3 separate regions of the Pan troglodytes genome follow, and all the other regions are linked to region 2. A link is a contact called in public Hi-C data. All regions are on one chromosome and are shown on one strand. Each heading gives the region's core, a stretch centred on a gene start, on an enhancer-like site or on the middle of the called end of the contact. The rest is flanking DNA. Distances are from core to core; before and after follow the strand shown.

What was found. A called contact is a pair of places that touch in the nucleus more often than the background predicts.
Region 1: a Hi-C map of stem cell-derived neural progenitor cells shows a contact between it and region 2, with 2.2 times the contacts expected there. The contact joins the enhancer-like site here to the promoter of ENAH in region 2. A contact is called at or near these places in 1 of 7 Hi-C or Micro-C datasets (stem cell-derived neural progenitor cells) and 1 of 1 datasets of contacts at active chromatin or transcription factors (stem cell-derived excitatory neurons).
Region 3: a contact with region 2 is called in a Hi-C map of stem cell-derived neural progenitor cells, with 6 times the contacts expected there. The contact joins the enhancer-like site here to the promoter of ENAH in region 2. A contact is called at or near these places in 3 of 7 Hi-C or Micro-C datasets (induced pluripotent stem cells and stem cell-derived neural progenitor cells) and 1 of 1 datasets of contacts at active chromatin or transcription factors (stem cell-derived excitatory neurons).

What each region holds. Positions count from the first base shown.
Region 1 is chr1:23,783,466-23,786,210 of NHGRI_mPanTro3-v2.0_pri, reverse strand. ENAH (ENAH actin regulator) reads right to left here. Exons shown (of 16, transcript NM_001328283.1): 13 at 700-766. Among named protein-coding and RNA genes, the nearest start is that of LBR, 81 kb to the left of the region's middle. Within about 2 kb of position 1,425, at least 12 of the 24 cell types and tissues checked have an H3K27ac peak or open chromatin away from gene starts, as enhancers often do. A contact at or near this core is called in stem cell-derived neural progenitor cells, where this site is marked.
Region 2 is chr1:23,644,566-23,647,476 of NHGRI_mPanTro3-v2.0_pri, reverse strand. ENAH (ENAH actin regulator) reads right to left here and starts at 1,608. Exons shown (of 16, transcript NM_001328283.1): 1 at 1,574-1,608.
Region 3 is chr1:23,809,334-23,812,033 of NHGRI_mPanTro3-v2.0_pri, reverse strand. No RefSeq gene overlaps it. Among named protein-coding and RNA genes, the nearest start is that of LBR, 55 kb to the left of the region's middle. Within about 2 kb of position 1,388, at least 4 of the 24 cell types and tissues checked have an H3K27ac peak or open chromatin away from gene starts, as enhancers often do. A contact at or near this core is called in stem cell-derived neural progenitor cells, where this site is marked.

The DNA.
Region 1 (2,745 bases), core at 176-2,675, 140 kb before region 2:
TCAAAGATGTATGTTTTATTTTGCTCTCTTTTCTCTCCAGCTGATATTCAGGTTTAAAAAAGGCTCCAAAAATTATATATATACATAAATAAATATATATATATATAAAATCTATGTCACTGGGACTAATGGGGAAATGTGACTATATACTATGGTAGATAATATTATTGTTTAATGTTAAATTTCTTGAGAGTAATAATGGTATTGTGGTTACATAGCAGATGTCCTGGTTCTTCCAAAAAACACTGAAGTATTTAGGGTGAAACAGTTCTTATTTGTGAATTGCTTTCAAACTAATCAGAGGGGAAAAAAGTGTGGATAGGTAGATAGTTAAGACAAGTGGGGCAAAATGTTGACAACTGTTAAACCTAGGAAATGGGTATACGCATACTCACTGTACTATCCTTTTAATTTTTCTGTAGTTTTGAATTTTTCAAAATACAAATTGGGAAAGACAAAGCTATCTTAAAATCTCAGATCATCTGGTTAATAAATGTGGGTAGAATTTATCAATCACTAGTAATGTAGATGAGTAATATATAATGAGGCTTGGTGGTTGTCCAATACTAGGAGGATCACGAGAGTTTTATGGGCTCCTCTGTATAATTTCTTACCATTCAATTTTTTTCTACACTAAGAATGCATTAATTTCTTTTTTTATACAAATAAAATATAAAACTTAGAGAAAAAAATTGATACCTGGAAATAACAGGTGACTTGCTGCCATTCATTGTATTTGTTCTTTCCCAAGGTTTTCTTGTCGGTTCTTTAAAAATAAAAAACAAAAGCTATTAAATATATGCTTCCAGAGTTATTATAAAACAAATAACAAAATACTAAATCTCATTATACCTGTTTACATAGTAGTAATATAAATAAAAATTTAAATTCTAAACTTTAATTGAAATCTGTAAGGACTCTAATTTGCACAATGCCAGACCTTAAAATGAGAAGAAATTATAAGCTAGTACAGTAAGTTTCCAAGGAAAACTTACATTGTTAAGTCTAAAATATTATGATTCTATAACCTTAGGATAGTAAGGAGTTTCTCTAATAAAGAAAGGACAGTAAGAATAAAGTAGGATAATTTTAAAATTAGGATAGTTCAATTAATTAAAATGGAATAGTATTACTGACACTGTTTTAAATTATTTTTTAGTGCCAATGATAAAAACAGTAAGTATAACTTATAATATGTTCATGTATTTCAACATTTAAACTAAATCCAAATAGTCCCTCTTGGGGAAAAAAATAGGAACAACTCAAAATAAATATCAGAATCCTGAAATTCTATTGTACTTCCTTGATTCTTAAACAATTAATTCTTGGGCCTTAGCCGATTATTCCAGTTAAATATAAACAAGCTCGCTCTAAGCTCTTATTACAAAAGACACTATGTAGTCAGTGACTCACTAGTTGGCTGTCTATTGTGCTTGAATTGTTTTTCTAATCTGGGCTGACTCACTGATGCTGTCACTGGCCTCACTACATGACTGGGTAAAATCAGAAGTGGAATCTTCTCATGGAGGAAAGAATTTGGGCCACAGGAGAATGAAGTCTATTCATGAATTGTGATCTCATTGTATAGTTTTAACTAAAACTGCTCTGAGTTCCAATGCAGCTCCTCAACTGGCTTTTGCACATTCTCAGGTAGCTTACGGTCTCTTCAAAGTACACTTAACGCAAAAATAAACTCACACTCTTCCATGAAGCCCTGCTTTTGCTTCTGGATTTCTTGTTGCATGAAGGCATTAGATGTGAAACCTTAAAGTCATTATTGATCTTGCTTGACTCCTCATCAACCAAATTCCTTCTTTTTTATATTCCTTCTTTTGTATTCTAACAGCTAACACAGTCTCTCAATGAACGCCACAGTGGTGTCAAGTTCCACACTTGACCAGGAAGATCAAATAATCGGATGGGGTTTGGGACAGGCCGAATCAGAAACATATCCAAGTGACACCAGCCCAAGCGGGTGAAAAAAGGGAAGTCCTGAATGAAACTGAGGGACACCGGGACAGGGAAGGGAACGGTCATCGGACACTGTCACTAAAGAGGAGGTGGGTGGAAGGATGAGGGAGTAATTCCAAAGTGGTTAAGATGTAGCAAGTGCTACCTTTTAGCAGCTGGCTGAAGTCCTTTCTCAATCAGCCAAACCAAAACTATCTTTTAGTCTTAAAAGGGCTCATCTGGTTCAGCTGGCCCTGTGGAAGCTGAGAAGCAAGGGCCTCTTCTCTCTAAGGAGCTCGGGTGTGTTTCAGGAGGGGCAAGGCTGGGTTCCCTTCAGAGGATCTTTACTGGCATGCGTATAGAGCTTCCTAATTGGTCTGCCTATCTCAATCCTCCCTAGTTTCAATGGGAAAACCACAAGTGCCATTTTAATGTGCCTCAAACAGTTTCAGTGGATTAAATGTCCACTGAACTCAGTACTTGCAGGATAAAGTCTAAACTCTTGATAATTTTATAAAAGGCTCTCAACATTTTTGTTTCTAACTCATATTTTCAACCTTTTCCCTACAATACTCCTCAAAAAGAATTCCCCGTTCTAGTGTATTTCGTATTTCCTAATCTCTTCTTGCTCATCTCCAACTCCATACCTTGCTCATGCTATACTTATATCCTGAAATATCACACCTTCCCCTCACTTTCAGCCAAACTAAATACTCTTCAAGGAATACTAAGATGTCACTTTTCTCTACAAAGATGACTCAGGTGACTCTATGTGTCATTTCCTCCCTCTGTGAC
Region 2 (2,911 bases), core at 359-2,858:
GTTCAGGATTCTGACCGACTTAATTGGAAATTCCTGTTCAGGCATTCCTATTTCTGGATGGCCTTTGAAACATCAGAACTACCTCTTAATATAACCCAAAAGGACTCAACTTAAAAGACTAACATTAATGTCCCACAGGACTTGAAAGCATGAAGACTAAGCATATATTAATATAACCTGAAAAGCACTTCCTAAGCACCAAAATATCTCAAAGAATATTCCAAAGACTTTTGCAAGCAGCACAAGAACGTTTTATCCCATACCAATCTCACTTTTACAGGTATCTAAGCAAATCTAAGTACTACCTAACCACCTGCCAAATAATCCAGTTCCTTCCAAAGTGAAAAGCTGACCCTCTTTCCTGCTCTTATTCAAAATTAGCCTACGAAGAATTACTGTAGACTGCTTAAATAAACTTTTCAGATCTGTGTACCAAGTTCTATATTTACGTTACTGGAAAACATCAGCGTGGTTCCTCTCTCTCTACACTTCATAAGGAACAGAGCAAGAAAAGAGCTTGAAAAACAGAAGTTACTTTTTATTAGAAAAGGAATTTTCAAATGAAGACATAATTTACCTGTGACAGACTGACATCTATACATGACAGTGATTAAACTTCACTGAATACCCAAAACGGTAACTTTTTTTTAGTTCACAATCTTTGAATTAGACAACTACTCCTGTTTTTATTTAAAAATAACCCACTTTTGGCCAGGCACCGTGGCTCACGCCTGTAATCCCAGAACTTTGGGAGGCCGAAGCTGGTGGATCACGAGGTCCGGAGATGGAGACCATCCTGGCTAACATGGTGAAACCCTGTCTCTACTAAAAATACAAAAAATTAGCCGGGCGTGGTGATACGCGCCTGTAATCCCAGCTACTTGGGAGGCTGAGGCAGGAGAATCGCTTGAACCCAGGAGGCGGAGGTTGCAGTGAGCCGAGATCGCGCCACTGCACTCCAGCCTGGGCAAGAGAGCAAGACTGCATCTTTAAAAAAAAAAAAAAAAAAAAAAAAACTTTCCCTGTTTTATGTTTCTCAATGTTAAGATAAGTTTATCCAAAGTTTGAAACAACTGATAACTTCTGGTCTGCAAGATCCCTACGGCATTAGATCTCTAAAACAGAAACCAACAACATATAATATTACAAGATATAACAGTATGTATATTATAGTTCCTGAGTTTTCAAGGACATCAGTAACTTGATTAAAAAAAAAAAAGTCATGCTCAAACATATGACTCAAAGTTTTCAAGCCATATTTTACAAAGATTGTGTTTTTTGGTTTGTATGCTATAATTACTATTTAAACTCATTGCTTATATTTGAAAATAACTTGTGTGAAATCATCAAGGGAAAAGGGTTCAGTCGCCTAGAGACACCACATTAAACTCACTCTTTAAGGCCATCATAAATACAGGTAACTTGGAATCAGAGAAAAAAATTCAAATTCACAGTAAGCCTAAGTAAAAATTCAACAAAGATATATCACAATATATATATAAAAGCAAAATGGAAACACGTTTAACCTTGATAGAAAAAAAAAATGAAAAGCAAAGTTTAAAATGGAAACTACCGAAATTGAGAAAGAATTCCAATGACATGACATTTTCTTGCCAAAGCGAAGGAATTTGTAGATTATATCATTCAAATCTCATTGTATTACATTATAAAGGTCTTAGCAACGGTTGGCCATTAATCTTTAACACAAAGGAGATTCAAATCCAAATGAACTGTAAGACTATCTCTTCCAGGAGAGAGAAATGGAGTAATTTACTTTATCCACAATTGTTTAACCCACAAGGAAGGCCTTTAAGGATGATAACGCAGAATGGATCAGCCTTCAGTCTACCAAGTCCCATTTCTCACGAAGTCTTGCACCAATCCGAAAAGAGAAGGTTATGGACACAAAACAGGTTTAGGAAAGGCTGGAAAAAAAATCTCCAATGAATGACACACCACATCACGGTTTATTCTCCTACACAATTTGAGAAACAATAAAGAAAAATATCACACCATATGTTTCATCGTATCAATTAAAAAAATATTTTACGACAGTACATTCAATTCTCTTCTTCGGGGCCGCAAAAATAATTTAGCTCCTGTTTTATTGATTACAGAGCAAAGGGAAAAAGCAGCTGCTGCAATGCAACACAGGCTGCTACAGAGAAAGGGGAGAAAAGGCTTTTCCAAACAGATCCCTTCCCCGCCCCCGCTTACACACCCCTACCAACTTACTTATCCCAGTCTTTTACTGCCCCCACCACGTGAACCTAATCAATTCTTTCCCTTCCCCCACCATCGTGAAATTTCGCCTTTCACAGCTCCTTCACCTACCCCTACCAGAGGCACTTTATTACCCGCAGAGATTTCAGACCTTTCAAACTTTTCTGCCTTTTTTAATTAAACACGAGAGTTCGGAGGCAAAAGTGCATGAAATTTTTACATATATACGAAAAAATACCTGTTTCCCAGCAACACGCACGCTTCGATTCTCGAACCCCTCCCCATCTCCCGGGTTTCGCTTGCAAAGGCTTGGGGGAGGGAGCTAGGCGCAAATTAAATTTAGGAAGGGAAATCCTGGGTGAAAGAAGAGCATTTGAGGAAAAATGAGAGAACGATGAAGCGAGACCCCCAAACCACACGGGTTGGGGAGGTTTCCAAGAAAGAAAGAGAAATTGGAAGGGACAAAAGGGGGAAGGGGGAGGAACAGACCGGAGACCAGGGGAGACGCGCCGGGCCGGGAGAGGGAAGGCGGGGTCCGAGGAGAACGGGGGTCGCGGCTCCCGCGGCACAATGGCCCGCCCGGCCCCCGCCCCGCGCGCCCCTCACCTCATGGTGCCGGCGGCGCAGAGGCTTCCCCACCAGCCGGGAGACGCAGAAGGCGCCGAGCCGAGGGGGGTCTCTCCTCCAG
Region 3 (2,700 bases), core at 139-2,638, 160 kb before region 2:
TGTGGCACATCCATGAATCCAGGTAGCACTGGCACGGCTACTCTCAACAACTGTCCAGGAAATGAGAGGCCGTTCTGTTTCCTAAAGGGGCCAATATATTATTTTTATTTTCCCTCTGGAATACTTAAAAACAATTTGTATTGGTGGTTTTTTAAAGGGTTATATTTTCTACATTCTAAATGTGCAGAAGAACGTGCTTTCTGGCAGACAGGGAGTATGTCACACATTTTTATGTCTTCTGTGCCAGAACCTTAAAATCGTTTTCTTTTTAAAATCAGACTAAAACGTTCATTAGGACCTCTGAAGCTCCCTAGAAACCATGCAGTCTAATGTGGCATGTGCCGGGATTTCAGAGGACAGAGCAAAATGTTTCCAATTCTTTCCCAACCTCTCCAGCTCACCTCCTGTCTTGCCTCCACCCCACGGCTCGTCTTCCAACCTCGCCCATTTACGGGGCCTGTTGCAGAACAGCCCATGCACTCTCACACCTGCAAACTGCTCGTTGCTCTGCCAGAAATACCTTTGCCCCTCTGATGCCCAAGAACACCTGCTCATTCTTAACAGCTCGTCTGTTAATTCCAGGTGAATTGACTTCTCCATCACCACCAAGCAGCTGACATTATTTCCCCATCTGTTTGTATACCATTCTGTATAATTTATTACACTCACATTGTAATTTTTGTTTTGTAAACCAATTTAAGACAAATTGTTCACTGATCTACTTGTCTGCCTCCCCCTAAACACACATGGACTTAGGGACCAGGGCTCCATTTTAGAGGCAAGTAAATGCTTCTCCCTCTCCCTTGCCTTACAATTCTAGGGAAAGAAGTGTCATTCCATTCATATCTGGGTGTTGAGGCCCTTGTGTATTTGTGATGGGGGTTATTATGGGAAGAGAACGTTAAGCTGATCTACCATCTTGGGTAAAATCTTTTCAAGCTCATTCACATAATTTACAAATTACTTGGAACTGGCTCCTGTCTGAATTCCAATTACCCTCCATCCTCCCCACACTTAGAGCTTTCTCTAAGTGAGATTTGGCAGGGCAGGGGGACCGGCGGGGGAATGAGGCACCAACTCTGACCAGCTGCCTCTTTGAGCCGTCGCTGTCTGGCAGGGCTGGAGCTAATGATTTCTATGGTTACCCCAAATTATGAACTCTGATCGTTCTGCGATCCTTGGCCCTTTGACATGCCCCTTTTATAATCATGCTTTTTGAGTTTACAGTTCCAGCCCCATCCTTGCTGTTCAGTACCCACTCCTGCTACGTTAATCCACGAGGATTCCGGAAAGCAGCTCTGAAATTTGGAATTCCAACAATGCCTGCATTTGCTCATTTGGAGGCATTTCAAGCAGCTATTTTTATTCTTTGTTCACATCACCAGGTTTCAAGAAAGCACCGGAGACACTGTGCCATTAAGTGTTGAGTCAGGACAGGAGATCTGCAAGGCAAAAACAAATTCCCCTTCCATTTCCACCTGCTGTGCACACTCACAGCTTCTGGACCCTTGCTGACCAACACGTCTCAACATTTACAAGATAATCTGACACATGGGATTGATATTATGTGGGAAAAGTCTTTTCCCTTTTTTTGAAAACTTAGGAGAGCTAGAGGGCTTTGGGACTTGAACAGCTCCCAGTTAAGTAATAATAATAATAAATAATCTTTGGCAGTGGCTCATGCCTGTAATCCCAACACTTTGGGAAGCCAGAACAGGAGGATTGCTTGAGACCAGCCTGGACAACATAGCAAGACTACATCTCTAATTACAGTTTTAAAAAGAAAAGCACTTTTTTTTTTTTGAGATAGAATCTCGTTCTGTTGCCCAGGCTGGAGTGCAGTGGCATGATCTCAGCTCATTGCAACCTCCGCCTCCCGGGCTCAAGCGATTCTCCTGCCTCAGCCTCCTGAGTAGCTGGGATTACAAGCGCCCACCACAACACCCTGATAATTTTTGTATTATTTTTAGCAGAGATGGGGTTTCACCATGTTGGCCAGGATAGTCTCAAACTCCTGACTTCAGGTGATCCGTCCATGGGGTTTCGCTATGTTGGCCAGGCTAGTCTCAAACTCCTGACCTCAGGTGATCCGTCCACCTTGGCCTCCCAAAGTGCTGGGATTACAGGCATGAGCCACTGCACCCAGCCACTTTTTTCATACTGACAAAAATTATTGGTACTTAACACTGGAGATTTGTATCTAACCATCCACTTCATGCCCCAGATTACTAGACAGAAAGTGGAATCATCTCCTTTAATCAAGCAAATTCCCATCTCATAATGGGGCTGCGGGAATTTCTCTAGAGGACATCATTTAGGGAAAAACAAAGAAGGCAGCCACTTCCTTGGCCTTTGGGTATGTGCTCTTGCTTCTTGTGCCCTGAGAGTGAGACCATTTTATAATCTGCAGGTCAGGAAGAAATGTCTGATCCATCAATTGGCAACTTGTTAAGAAGCAATGCTAAATGAACTAAAAAAAATTAATTTCATTGAGTATAAACTCACCTTATTGGAGGAAATAGGCCTTATCTTCTAGGTAAATGCTTACAATAAATGTAGACATGAATAATATTGTTGTTAAGAGGGAAGGAAAGTTGTATTTGAAACTTAATTCCATGTTTCAGGGAAACAGAATGAGACCGCAGTTAGTTAGCTGTCCAAGGCAGGTTCGGTTCTTTCGTTGGATTGTTCCCTGTGCTG